Linked DNA regions of Mus musculus: region 1 is linked to region 2. A link is a contact called in public promoter capture Hi-C data. All regions are on one chromosome and are shown on one strand. Each heading gives the region's core, a stretch centred on a gene start, on an enhancer-like site or on the middle of the called end of the contact. The rest is flanking DNA. Distances are from core to core; before and after follow the strand shown.

Region 1 (6,002 bases), core at 3,273-5,772, 2.1 Mb before region 2:
GCCAGAGATCGGCGCCTTCTTCTGACTGCCACTGCACTTCACACATGTGATACAATTACATACATGCAGACAGATCATCCATACACATACAAACAAGACTTTTCTAGAATGACATGAGAAGAAAGAAAAAGACAAGAAGACACCATGGAGAGTGCCTGTTCCCTCCTCATGCTCCCATGCATATGCAGAGACACAGACTCACTGTCTAAACAGAAAACAACCACAAGAAGTAGATTTTGGAACTCTAGCCATGTTGTTTCTGGCACCCAGTCTGTTGATAGTTTTTGGTAGTCTGAACAGACAAAATGCAAAAAAATGAACCTTGAATACATAGTTAATAAGTTGGTGGAGCCCAGTTTCCAGCCGAAATGTTCTGATTACTGAAAAGAATTTCATTATAGCTTAGTGAGATTAGGTGGTCATAAAGAATAGTTCTGATCCCATTAAGCAGATCCCTAGAAAGAGAGCATTCAAATAGCTACAGCACAACAGAGAGAGCTTCTAGGGTGGGGAAGTGGAAATAGAGAGTTATGTCAGAAGGATCAGTTTCTGTTCCAGATGATGAAACTTTTCTAGAAATGAAAATGGTGGTAGTTACTTAATGTTGGCAATTTACTTCATAGCAGTTTGGGCTCACATGGTTAGGGATAGGTAAAGTTTTGGGTTTTTTGTCTTTTTTAAAAGATTTATTTATTTATTGTAAGTACACTGTAGCTGTCCTCAGACACTCCAGAAGAGGGCGTCAGATCTCATCACGGACGGTTGTGAGCCACCATGTGGTTGCTGGGATTTGAACTCCTGACCTTCGGAAGAGCAGTCGGGTGCTCTTACCCACTGAGCCATCTCACCAGCCCCCAAGTTTTGTTTTTTTAAAGTGATTTCTTTTAGTTGTATATTATCAGTATCCATATTTAAGACATTATATTTACTCAAAAATTACTTACTGTAAATGGACACAATTTACATATAAAGACTCAAAGTGAAATGAAATGTCAAGAGAAACCCTGTAAATATTTATGAGACTGGGAATAGATAAATAATATATTTGTAAATAATACTATTTGTCAATTAAAGTGAATACTTGGCTTTACCAAATATCAGAATATTTTTTCATTTTACTCTAAATGAGATGTAAAAAAATGGGATACATTGTTTTCAATGAATGGCATTATGTGTCTCTGTTGTCTAGGCAATAGTCATCATTAAGACAAGGGTCTGAGACCTGGCTCAGCAGTCTAGAGCACTGGCTGTTTTTCTAGAAGACTTGAGTTGTGTTTCTGGCACCCACATGACAGTTTATAACCAACCATCTGTAACTCTAGTTCCAGGGGACCTAATGCTCTCTCTTAGCCTTTGTGGGCACTGCACTCATGTAGGAACACAGACATATATACAGGCAAAGCACACATGCATAAGAAATAATAAATCTTAAGAATGCAGTAAGAGGGCATGAGAGAGGAGATGGCTCAGCAGTTGAGAGTACTGCACCTGCAGAACACCCAAGCTGTGTTTGAAGCACTGTGTCCAGTAGCTCTCAACCTATGACTCCAGATAAGGGGGATACGATACCTCTGGTTTCCACAGCCACCAGCAATCATGTGTAAATATTCACATACACATACTTCATTAAAAATGAATTTAAAAATCTTTAAGGAAAAATTTAAAACAAAACAAACTCCTGGGAGAGGTTGTGCATTCCTCAGTCCTAGCACTGAAGAAGGCAGAACCAGGCAGATTAAGCAACATTTAAAAATAAAGATTTATAAATTAAGTTGATAATATGAGATGGTTTACTTATTTCTATTTTGCCTTATTTTTTGAGACAGGGTTTCATTGTATAGGCCTGCCTAGCCTAGAACTCACTCTGTAGATTGGCAATGTAGGACGGGGTGTCTCTGAGACCTTCACAGACAGCAGCGACTAGTAAAGGGAGGCGAGGAGGTGAAGTGTTAGTTTGTCAATTTGCTCTATACTTTCTGGCGGGTACGCATGCCGCTATTGCCCCAATGTTCTGGATTCCTGAAAGAAAGACACACACACACACACAGCCTTATATCTTAAATAACCTTAAACAGCTCAATGGCCAAGCCACTCCCTTATTCCACGTGGCTAACACACACACTTCCCTCCCGTATCCCTGAGTTAATACTTACTAAATCTATATTTCATCTTCGCTGCCCAGGACCCTGCTAGGCAGCCCTCCTATGGCTGCTTTCCCCTGAACCTACATGTCAGCTGTTTCACCCTCCTGCGCCTTTCCAGAGTGGTCCGTCTCCTACACTCCGGTCTTGGAGGAATCTCCTCTTCCTCCTTCCCTTCCTGGGAATCCTAAAAGTCCTGTCTCTGTCTTCCTACCCAGTCATCAGCCACCGGAAACTTTATTGACCAGTCAAAAACCAACTGGGGACAGGCTTCCTTTGGTCCAATGTGTGGTGTGGGACACTGCTCCCTGAGGGCTGGGACTGAAGGCCTGCACTACCACAGCCTGGCGGAAGAGGCTTCCTTTTGCACATCAATTTAGGTTTTTGTTTTGTTTTGTTTTGTTTTTTTTTGGGGGGGGGGGTGTTCAAGACAGGGTTTCTCTGTGTAGCCCTGGCTGTCCTGGAACTCACTTTGTAGACCAGGCTGGCCTTGAACTCAGAAATCCACCTGCCTGTGCCTCTGCCTCTGCCTCTGCCTCTGCCTCTGCCTCTGCCTCTGCCTCTGCCTCTGCCTCTGCCTCTGCCTCTGCCTCTGCCTCTGCCTCTGCCTCCCAAGTGCTGAGATTAAAGGCGAGGCCACCACCGCCCTGCTTGTTTTGGTTTTTTAAACTTGCTTTAGTCTGGCCTTCTCTAGTGGCGATCATTACTGCCTTGAATCCAGCCATTTATGATTGCCCAGTCCTCAACCTTTCTCACCCTTTCTTCTGGATTTGTACTTTGTATCGAACTTTCCATTTGTCAGCTTTCCTGGGTAGCTCTCTGATGTCTTCTGAACATCTCAAGTAATTGTTAGCTTTTGTTTTCCTGAAGAGGGCAAGAATGTCCAGAAGCACTGACTGGATTCAAGTACTGAAAGAGAACCTGTACTAAAGGAGTATTCATTTATTTAGCCCTCAGAGAAGAAGAGAATGAGGAGTGGTGGCCCTGGAGAGCTCCTGTCTTATCTGGGCAACTGTAGCTAGTAAGTAGGCAGAGCCCAGTTTCCAGCCTAGGTGTTCTGGTCGATGGGCAAATTGTTCAATTATCTCTTCGGTGCTTTATAATCTCTTTGGTGTTTAATATTCTTTTTTTTTAAGATTTATTTATTTTATTATCTGTAAATACACTGTAGCTGTCTTCAGACACTCCAGGAGAGGGCGTCAGATCTCATTACCGATGGTTGGGCGCCACCATGTGGTTGCTGGGATTTGAACTCAGGACCTCTGGAAGAGCATTCAGTGCTCTCAACCACTGAGCCATCTCTCCAGCCCGGTGTTTAATATTCTTAGTGGTGAAGAGAATACTATCTCAATGTTGGGCCCTGCCCCGCATGGTGGTGCACACTTTTAATCTCAGCACTCTGGAGAAAAAGCAGGCAGGTGGAACTCCATGAATTCAAGGCCATCCTGGTCTACACAGCAAGCTCTTGGCAGGACAGTGTTAAACAGAGAACCTGTCTCAATGAAAATAAAGAAAAAGAACTTGAAGGTAGGAAGGTGGGGAGGAGCTGGGAAGGGAAATTATAGTGACACATAGTTTGTATTTTTTTTCTCATTTTCTCAACAGTTCATTACTACCGTTTGATTTGATTTTACTGGTTATGAGTTCTGAAATGACATGATTGGACTAATGCTTTTATGTCACAGAAAGGAAAATGCACTGTATGAAAAAAATAAATTGAAAAAACAACTTAATGTGATAACACAAAAATGCCACCAGCAGTGGTTTGCACTGCATAGTCCAGAGTTTGTTTCTTTAAATTAGGTATTTTCTCTTAAAAGATATAATTTGTCTTTGAAACTAATTTAGCAGGGGCTGGAACCAAGCCTCAAAATTTTACATGCCTAAATATTCATAGCTTGTAGGTGATTCTGGGAAACCCCACTGCACAAGTTCTAAACTTTTTATTTCTATGTAATACAAGATAAGGCTTAATATACACACTTAAAAAAAAAGTGGGAAACCAGCTCAGAGGCCAACATTACTCCACCCCGCTGCGAACTAGTAGCAGGAGAGATGTTGTTTTCCTTTAGAACAGCAACACTGTACACCCCAGAGGTAGAGGAAAGTGCGTTTCTTACAGAAATTAACATCAGAATGCGGGGACTAGAGGGTGGTGTCCAGCAGTCTGGCAGCTGTCAGTGGCCCCAGGGCAGGTCTGGCTCCGCAGGTGAGTTCCAGCCTCCGGGCAGCGGGCCGGCCTGGCCGGTGGCTGCCGTAGGTAGTGCTCTGGGCCCAGGGCGTCCTCTCCCTCGCCCCAGGCGCCCGCCTGCCCTCCACTGAGCTCAGCCCACGGCGCCCGACGCCCTAACGGAGCGGGCGGGGGCGGCCTACAGGCCCCTCCCCGGCGCCCGGCGGCAGCCGCGCAAGCAGCGGAGGAGGCGGGAGCGCCCAGGCCGCTGCGCTCATGGCGTCGCCGGGGTGAGTGAGGCGCTCCGGGTGTGCGGGGGGCGCCTGTTGGGCGAGGGGCGGGCGGAACTGTGCGTGTCCACCACCCGGCGCCCCCTTGGCCTCGGCCGGACCCCGGCTGACTCTGTCCCGCCAGGTGCCTGTCCACGACCCGCGGCCTCCCCCGCCGACCTTGGGCGGTCGTAGCCGGGCCAGGGTCTCCCGGCAGGGCCGCGGGCAGGACCAGCCAGGACAGCGGCCGGTCAGGGCCGGAGAAACGGGTTCTGGAGAGGGGCAGCAAGGAAGCTGCGGGAGGGGACTCGGGGTCCTAGGGCTCGGCTGAGGCCGCAGAGCGGCTTAGCAGGCCTGACGTGTGTTTCTGGCGTTTAGACTTGCTTGCGTTGGAAGTTGATGCTTGGGTTCACAGTCATTAGGGGACATCCCCAGGCTGTCCCACGTCAGGGCAAGTGGGGCTCAGCTGGACTGGACCCTTGTCCAGAGTGAAAAAGCGGATTCGGGATCTAAGACTGCCTGTGTTGGGGTGGGGGTGGGGGTGCTTCTGTGGGATGGCTACACTTGTTCTGGTATTACCTCTTTCCTAGTGCTCGTTCTCTCTCCCAAATAGTGTTCTTAGGAAATTATATAGTGACACATAGTTTGTATTTTTTTCTCATTTTCTCAACAGTTCATTACTACCGTTTGATTTGATTTTACTGGTTATGAGATCTGAAATGACATGATTGGACTAATGCTTTTATGTCACAGAAAGGAAAATGGGTCTCAAGGTCATCGCTATAGGTGGTAAACATCTTTTTGACTGTACGCCATCATTCAGAGGGTCTCAGACCCAGTAGTACTGGTAGCAGCCCACGCTGTGTATCATTGCAGTTAGAAGACTTACAGGTGCAGGAGGACTTCTGGGGGAAGCATGTAGAAGTTAGCTCTCCCACAAAGGCAGACTTCACTATGCTAGGGAGTGATTTGGCTCGGTACAGTGGTCTGAATGAAGGTGAATGAAGCAATCTGAACTTGATCCAGGCCTGCAGGCGCCAGTCAGATCATGGGCAATTTCCACCTGCCTAATGCCTTTCTAGGCTCGAGGGCAAGCAGGCACTTCTGAGACCAGGCCTTTTTCAATGCCAGCTGGGTATCCAGTACTTTGAGCTCATAAGGAGAATAAACTGTGATCCATCCTGGGCAGGCCAGGCTTTGGACCCAGAGGGCCAAGGTCCCTCTACATTCTTGCCCAGCCTCATAGGAAAGTGTAAGGCAGTGTTTGAGCCTGTGGCAGCTGCCATTAGGCTTGTAAGACAGCTTAGTACATTTTGTGTCTAAACACACTGCTTTGTAGACAGGGGTTGGAGGAGGATCTCCTAGGATTAATAATTCTGTGTGCCTGGACCCACAGAATTATGGTATTGTCTGATAACAGAA
Region 2 (5,603 bases), core at 2,469-4,968:
GGTCCAGGTAAGAAATTCCAAAATTTCCAAAATGATATGCCAATCCTTCTATGTTGAAGCAAGCACTAATTTCAATTCAACATGGATAAAATTCACAGAAAATTTTCCAACATCACTTTATTCAAGTAACTCAGTTTACTTCCTTGCTTTGGCAATGTTCATAAACTGTTAATAATGTGTACAATAACAAAGGGAGAAATTATACTTAGAAGTTTAATAAAATAAACCAAAATAATAAATCAGGAAGTTAAATTCTCTGCCTTACAGACAGAAAAACAAAACCTTCAAAGTAATGGTCAATAGTAGGTTAAAATTAAGCACTGTAGCCAAATGCTTCATACTGTCTTAAATCTGGATACCTTTAACTTGCCTCTCCAGCTGCCTCTCTGTAAGCCTTTAATTTCTTTGAGCCTCGGGTTTCTCAAATGCAAGACAAGAATAATTCTAAACCTATAGATTTGTCTTAGAAATTACTTTATATTTAAAACAGTAAGTAGTGGAAGCAATGAATTGCTGATATTACTGTTATTGCACAAAGTCTATAGTGATGCTGGAACAAGACAGATTTTTGAAGGCCAGTTCAGGGTCATCCAAGTTTCAGTATATTTATAATTCCAAATTTGCTCTGCCAGGTCAAAATTCAAATCTGACCCCTTTATAGAACACACGCAGCCATGAACATTTAAGTCTCTTCATCTGCTTATTCTTAATATGTAGCTCAAATATAAAGAATATCGAAAGTGTGGCCAAAGGCTGTGCTAGCATCTTTGATCAGTGACCTAGGTTCCAGATTCATAATCTGTATCCAAGGTAATCTCTGTGGTACCATCTCTCTCTGTGATCTACCTCAATTAAAAGAAAGGAAGGAAGAAACAAACAAACCAAAAACCTTCCTAAATAATGCAAAATTAAACCTCTTGGCATTGAACAAATCACTGCTCAGAAAAATTTACTATTCAAAAGTTTTTTTTAAGTATCATGGAATCACAAAAGACTAGAAAATTACTGTACTATTATGAGATACCTGAAGTCTATGGTCTCTACTCTGCAGATGTTTTTTCTAACTGGACCATTTATTCATCTAGGTTTTCTTTACCTCCTTATCCAAATACTCTAATACTTACCTTGAACCCAAAAGTAACAGGTGAACTGAAAGATTAGACTCCGACAAGATAACTTAATGAAGGGCTTGGTAGCATACACCTATAATCCCAGCATTTAGGAGGTGAATGGAAAGATTAGATTTTGGCAAGATAACCTAATGAAGGGCTTGGTGGCACACACCTATAATTCTAGCACTTAGGAGGCAGAGGCAGGCAGATCTCTGAGTTCCAGACTAGCCTGGTCTGGTTCAGGCCTGGCTGGGCTAGGTAGAAAGACCCTGTTTCCAAACTAATTAACTAAACAAATACACAAACCCTAAAATATTCCATACCAAATGGTAATGATGTTAATCTCTTCACTTACTCAAGACCATGAACACAGCATCCTTCTGTGATTTCACATACTTTGGAAAAAGACTACCTAAATCAAGGCCTTTAAAGAAACTTCCACTCTTCCTTAGCATATATAAACTACATTGGATTTACAGCCAATTTGCCAAAATGACAAAACCAATTGTTTGCTGAAAATTAACAAATGCTTTCTTCTTCCAAGTTGGTCATTTTTGTCATCATCATCTTGTGGTTGTTGCTGTTGTTAGAAACACTTGTTATAAACCCAATTGTCTAGGATGTTACTAAAGATGTGCAACAGTTGATACTAGATGGTCCAAATTTTGATGATCCAAAGAGCAGTTTTGCTGGATTCCTATTAAACACTTGGATGAAACAACTCAATATGATATAAAGTTTGTATTTTGAAATTTTTGATCCAGTAAGTGAAATCATTTTCTTCTAGATTACCAACAAATAATTCACTGATCTCAGTTCTTCAATACAGAGCTCAAGACATCCAGTGATACATCTTACTCCAATGACACAAGCCAAAGAATAAAAAAGCAAAATTTTCTGGAGAAAGGATTTCCATATTAACATCAAGGAGGAGTTACTGGTTACCTCAGTGGCACCTAACAAGATACTTACGAATTTGTGTGGAGATATTCAAAGGTTAGTTGAGCTCGGTTGAGACTGCTGTAATTGGTGAAGGCCATGACAGCAATGAGTCTTCAGTCTTTGCCGGTTAACAGGAAAGTACATATAGTGAAATCGATTTCCCCAGGATTCTGATCAGTAAAGGGTAAATTTGTGCTTCTTAGTGACACATAAAAAAAAAATTTCCCTAGTATCTATTCAAAATACAGGCAGATATTTAAAACTGCGAGTGATTTAAGTATTTCAATGACTCTGATGTAATACTTTGGAAAGAACTATATTCGAAACCTACTGTCCTTAAGTGCTCCGGGGGGTCAAGCTTTCTTCACACAATTCCGACGCACATCAAAAGTGAACGGTTCTGAATGGTCTTCAAACTTGGAGGTTTACAGCTTCAACTTCACGTTCAAGTCCTTTTCTGTTCTCCTAAATTCAGGAAATTGACCTACTTCTGACGGTTCACCTACTTCATTACCACCGAAGACTTTGTCACCACCGAAGACACCAGGCTCCTCAAAAGAGTGCTCTACTGGACAGTGCAGTGGAGTGGAGGCTACTTCTGGCTTCACCGCTTTCCAACAGAAAGGTCCTTGGTGCTGACTGACAGATTTCTTTTCCCAAACCCCGCCCAAACACAGCTTGCTATTATGCCACAATCACCACAGGTTGTGGGTGAAATTACTCACAGTGGCCCACAGAAACACCTCACAACCTACCCTCCCGAATCACCTCAGGTGCGCCCTTCCCCCACACCCTTCAGAAGATGGCCTCGGGCCCTCGGGCCTTCCCAGGCCTGGGTCCTGTGGCCACCTCCTCGCTACCGACAGACAGGAGTTAGTCCCAGAGCCTGGGAGAACAGAGGAAAGTGGCGAGTGCACCACCAGATCCGATCGGGCGTTGCCTGCAGCTCGCAGATGCCTTTGTCCCTCCCCGTGGAATTGGAACTCAACCACCGCAGCGCGCTCTTGGAACCATGTGCTGCCTCCGCTGCCGCTGCCGCCGCCGCCGCCGCCGCCCGCCCGCGCCGCGACACGACACGACACGCCGCGCCTCAACAGACGATGACAGGCTGGGCGTCACGAGATTCAGCGTTCAGTACGGCTTTGCGGCCGGTGCTGCCCGCGCCACCGCTACCTCAGCCACCGCTTTGTCTCCGTAAGCGCACGCAGCGCGAATCACCTCGCTCACTCCCGACGGCCCGGCCGCCGAGGCCTCCAGCGCACCTTCGGCCAATCACAGAGCTCGAAGTCTTCCCGCCCCCGCCCTGAGACTCCACCTTCTGATTGGCGAGCGACGTCGGTCCACGTGACCGGATCTTGTTTGGCCGGTCCGCCCCCATCACGTGAGGGCGCGCGCCTCTCTTCCTGCTTTCCTGACCCCTCTCGGCCATTTAAAGGAACAGTACCGGGGGCGGGCCGAGAGACGCAGCCGGGACGGTAGCTGCAGAGCAGAGCGGAGGAGCCATCTTGTCTTGTCGCCGGGGAGTCAGGCCCCTAACTCGAAGAAGCCCTGGCGCGCCCTCCCCCCCTCCCCGGTCTGGTAGGGCGAAGGAGCGGGCGTGCGGTCGATCGAGCGATCGGTTGGCGGCTCTTTCTCCTGCTCTGGCATCCAGCTCTTGGGGCGCAGGCCCGGCCGCCGCGGCGCGCGCCCGGTGGCCGTTGGCGCTCGCGCCGCGTCTTTCTTCTCGTACGCAGAACTCGGGCGGCGGCCTATGCTTTTGCGATCCGACGAGGGGTCGTCCGGGTGGTTGGCGGCGGCGGGCAACTCCGCCCCGCTCCCGGGGAGGCGGCGGGGGAAGCTGGGGTGGCCGGGGCTGGCCTGGAGGCCTGGCGCCACCCCTCGGGGCCTGCTAGGACCCAGTTGGAGGGTCAAGAGGGAGCTGGAGGATGGTTGGTGGTGGGCTTCCTCCTTTGCCTTTTCCTACTTATGCCACCTTAGTGGGGAGCGAGAGCGCTGGCGGCAGCTCCGGGGTGGGGATTCGAGCTCCGGAGTCGGAAGATCTGGGTTTGCTTCCGGGCCTAGCCACTCGCTGGCCGAGTGACCTTAGGCAAGTCACTCTGTAATCTGTCTGCGCCTCAGTTTCCTCCTCTGCCTATCAGTGTGTGTATGGAATTGGAAGCTCTCTTCAAAAGTGTCGGTTTACAGAAAGATGATTATTGTTTTTTTTTCCTTTGAGTTGCAAGAAGTCATAACAATTGCTCATTCCCTGAAATTAAATTCGGGAACCTTTTATTGGAGTTGGAGATGGGAAGGTTCCCTGAACTTCTTCTGTACAGAAACACGTGGGAAAGTGTTTTCTAGGGGGATGAGTAGATCCTTCAGTAGCGAGTTTTCAAAGGGGGCTATGACCCAGAAGAGTTTAGAACAGTTTTTGCCACCGGGAGGAAACTGAGGCCTACATGTCATCTGGGACCCTTCACAACCAATATGAAGCCCCCATTTGAGTCCCTGGTATATGTGAGCTGCTTCTTACTGCATAATGGCTGTTTCAGGTACCATCACTTCACTGCTTGGCTTTTAGTCAAAGCCCTTTCCTTTCACCATAGGGTGCCTGAAGGGTGGCTGATGCCTATGGTACAATGGCACCCACTAGAAAGCAGCTACAATTAGGAGTGAATGTGTCCTCGAGTAACAAGAAGTGTAATCTCTGGCCCAGCGATTGTTTTCTGCTGCTCGTACTGGTGCCTGACTACTTTTCTCTCGTTAACTATTTTTTTACAACCATGATTGACACCCATTATTTGCTCCTATTTTATATCCCTGGTTTTCGTGGTTGATAGTGAACAGGATTATTTTTAAATGGTGCTGCCAAAACCAGTTAATAGTGCACATGGATTTTTAGCAAGAGGGCTACTTGGAACAGACTGAACCAGGCGTTGGATTCCTGAAAATGTTTGGGGTTTTTTTTTTTTTTTTTTTTTTTTTTTTTTTGGGGGGGTTTTTTGTTTTGTTTTTTAAATTGAAGGCTAAAGTTTTTGAAAAAACTTTGTTGGACTCTGGCTGGGACACAAAATCAGATATTTGGAATCATTTTGAAGCTTAACTTTTTCCTAACCAGCCTTGTATTCTAATTGCTTGCAAATGTGAGACTGAATGGCCAAAATGCCGTTTGTTTGTTTGTTTATTGTCAGCTGCTTTTATCAAATTCCAGGCCATTATCCAGCAAACACTATTAAAATGTTTGAACAGTTGGGTTTCAAACATTTTTGTTTTGTGGAGTGGTGCTTATTAAGTGGTACAGCTCTCTAAGCAAGTGAACACAAACATATTTAAGTGTATTTTGTATGATTAGATGTTACCAATTCTGATATTTTATTCAAATGTCTAAAAAAATAAGTTGACTTATTCCCTTTACCAAAGGGCCAGAGACAAATGGTTTCCTTTCAAGAGAAATGACTGTTTTGAAGAAAAACTCTGTTGGTCTTAGCTCTTTTGTAATTAAATCTGGATGTACCTCAAAAGACTCTTTAAGACTGTGGTGTTAAAAGGCTTTCCTCTGGAGAAGGAGAA

Evidence for each region. Capture Hi-C pulls out chosen DNA fragments and counts their contacts.
Region 1: a contact with region 2 is called in a promoter capture Hi-C map of liver, with 6 times the contacts expected there. The contact joins the promoter of Urgcp here to the promoter of Tug1 in region 2. A contact is called at or near these places in 2 of 9 other capture datasets (adipose tissue and liver).

What each region holds. Positions count from the first base shown.
Region 1 is chr11:5,739,696-5,745,697 of GRCm38.p6, reverse strand. Urgcp (upregulator of cell proliferation) reads left to right here and starts at 4,522. Exons shown (of 6, transcript NM_178623.3): 1 at 4,522-4,601. The coding sequence starts at 4,588.
Region 2 is chr11:3,646,929-3,652,531 of GRCm38.p6, reverse strand. Tug1 (taurine upregulated gene 1) reads left to right here and starts at 3,718. Exons shown (of 4, transcript NR_002321.2): 1 at 3,718-3,779; 2 at 5,454-5,603. Morc2a (microrchidia 2A) reads right to left here and starts at 3,095. Exons shown (of 27, transcript NM_001159288.2): 1 at 2,386-3,095; 2 at 2,085-2,224. The coding sequence starts at 2,152.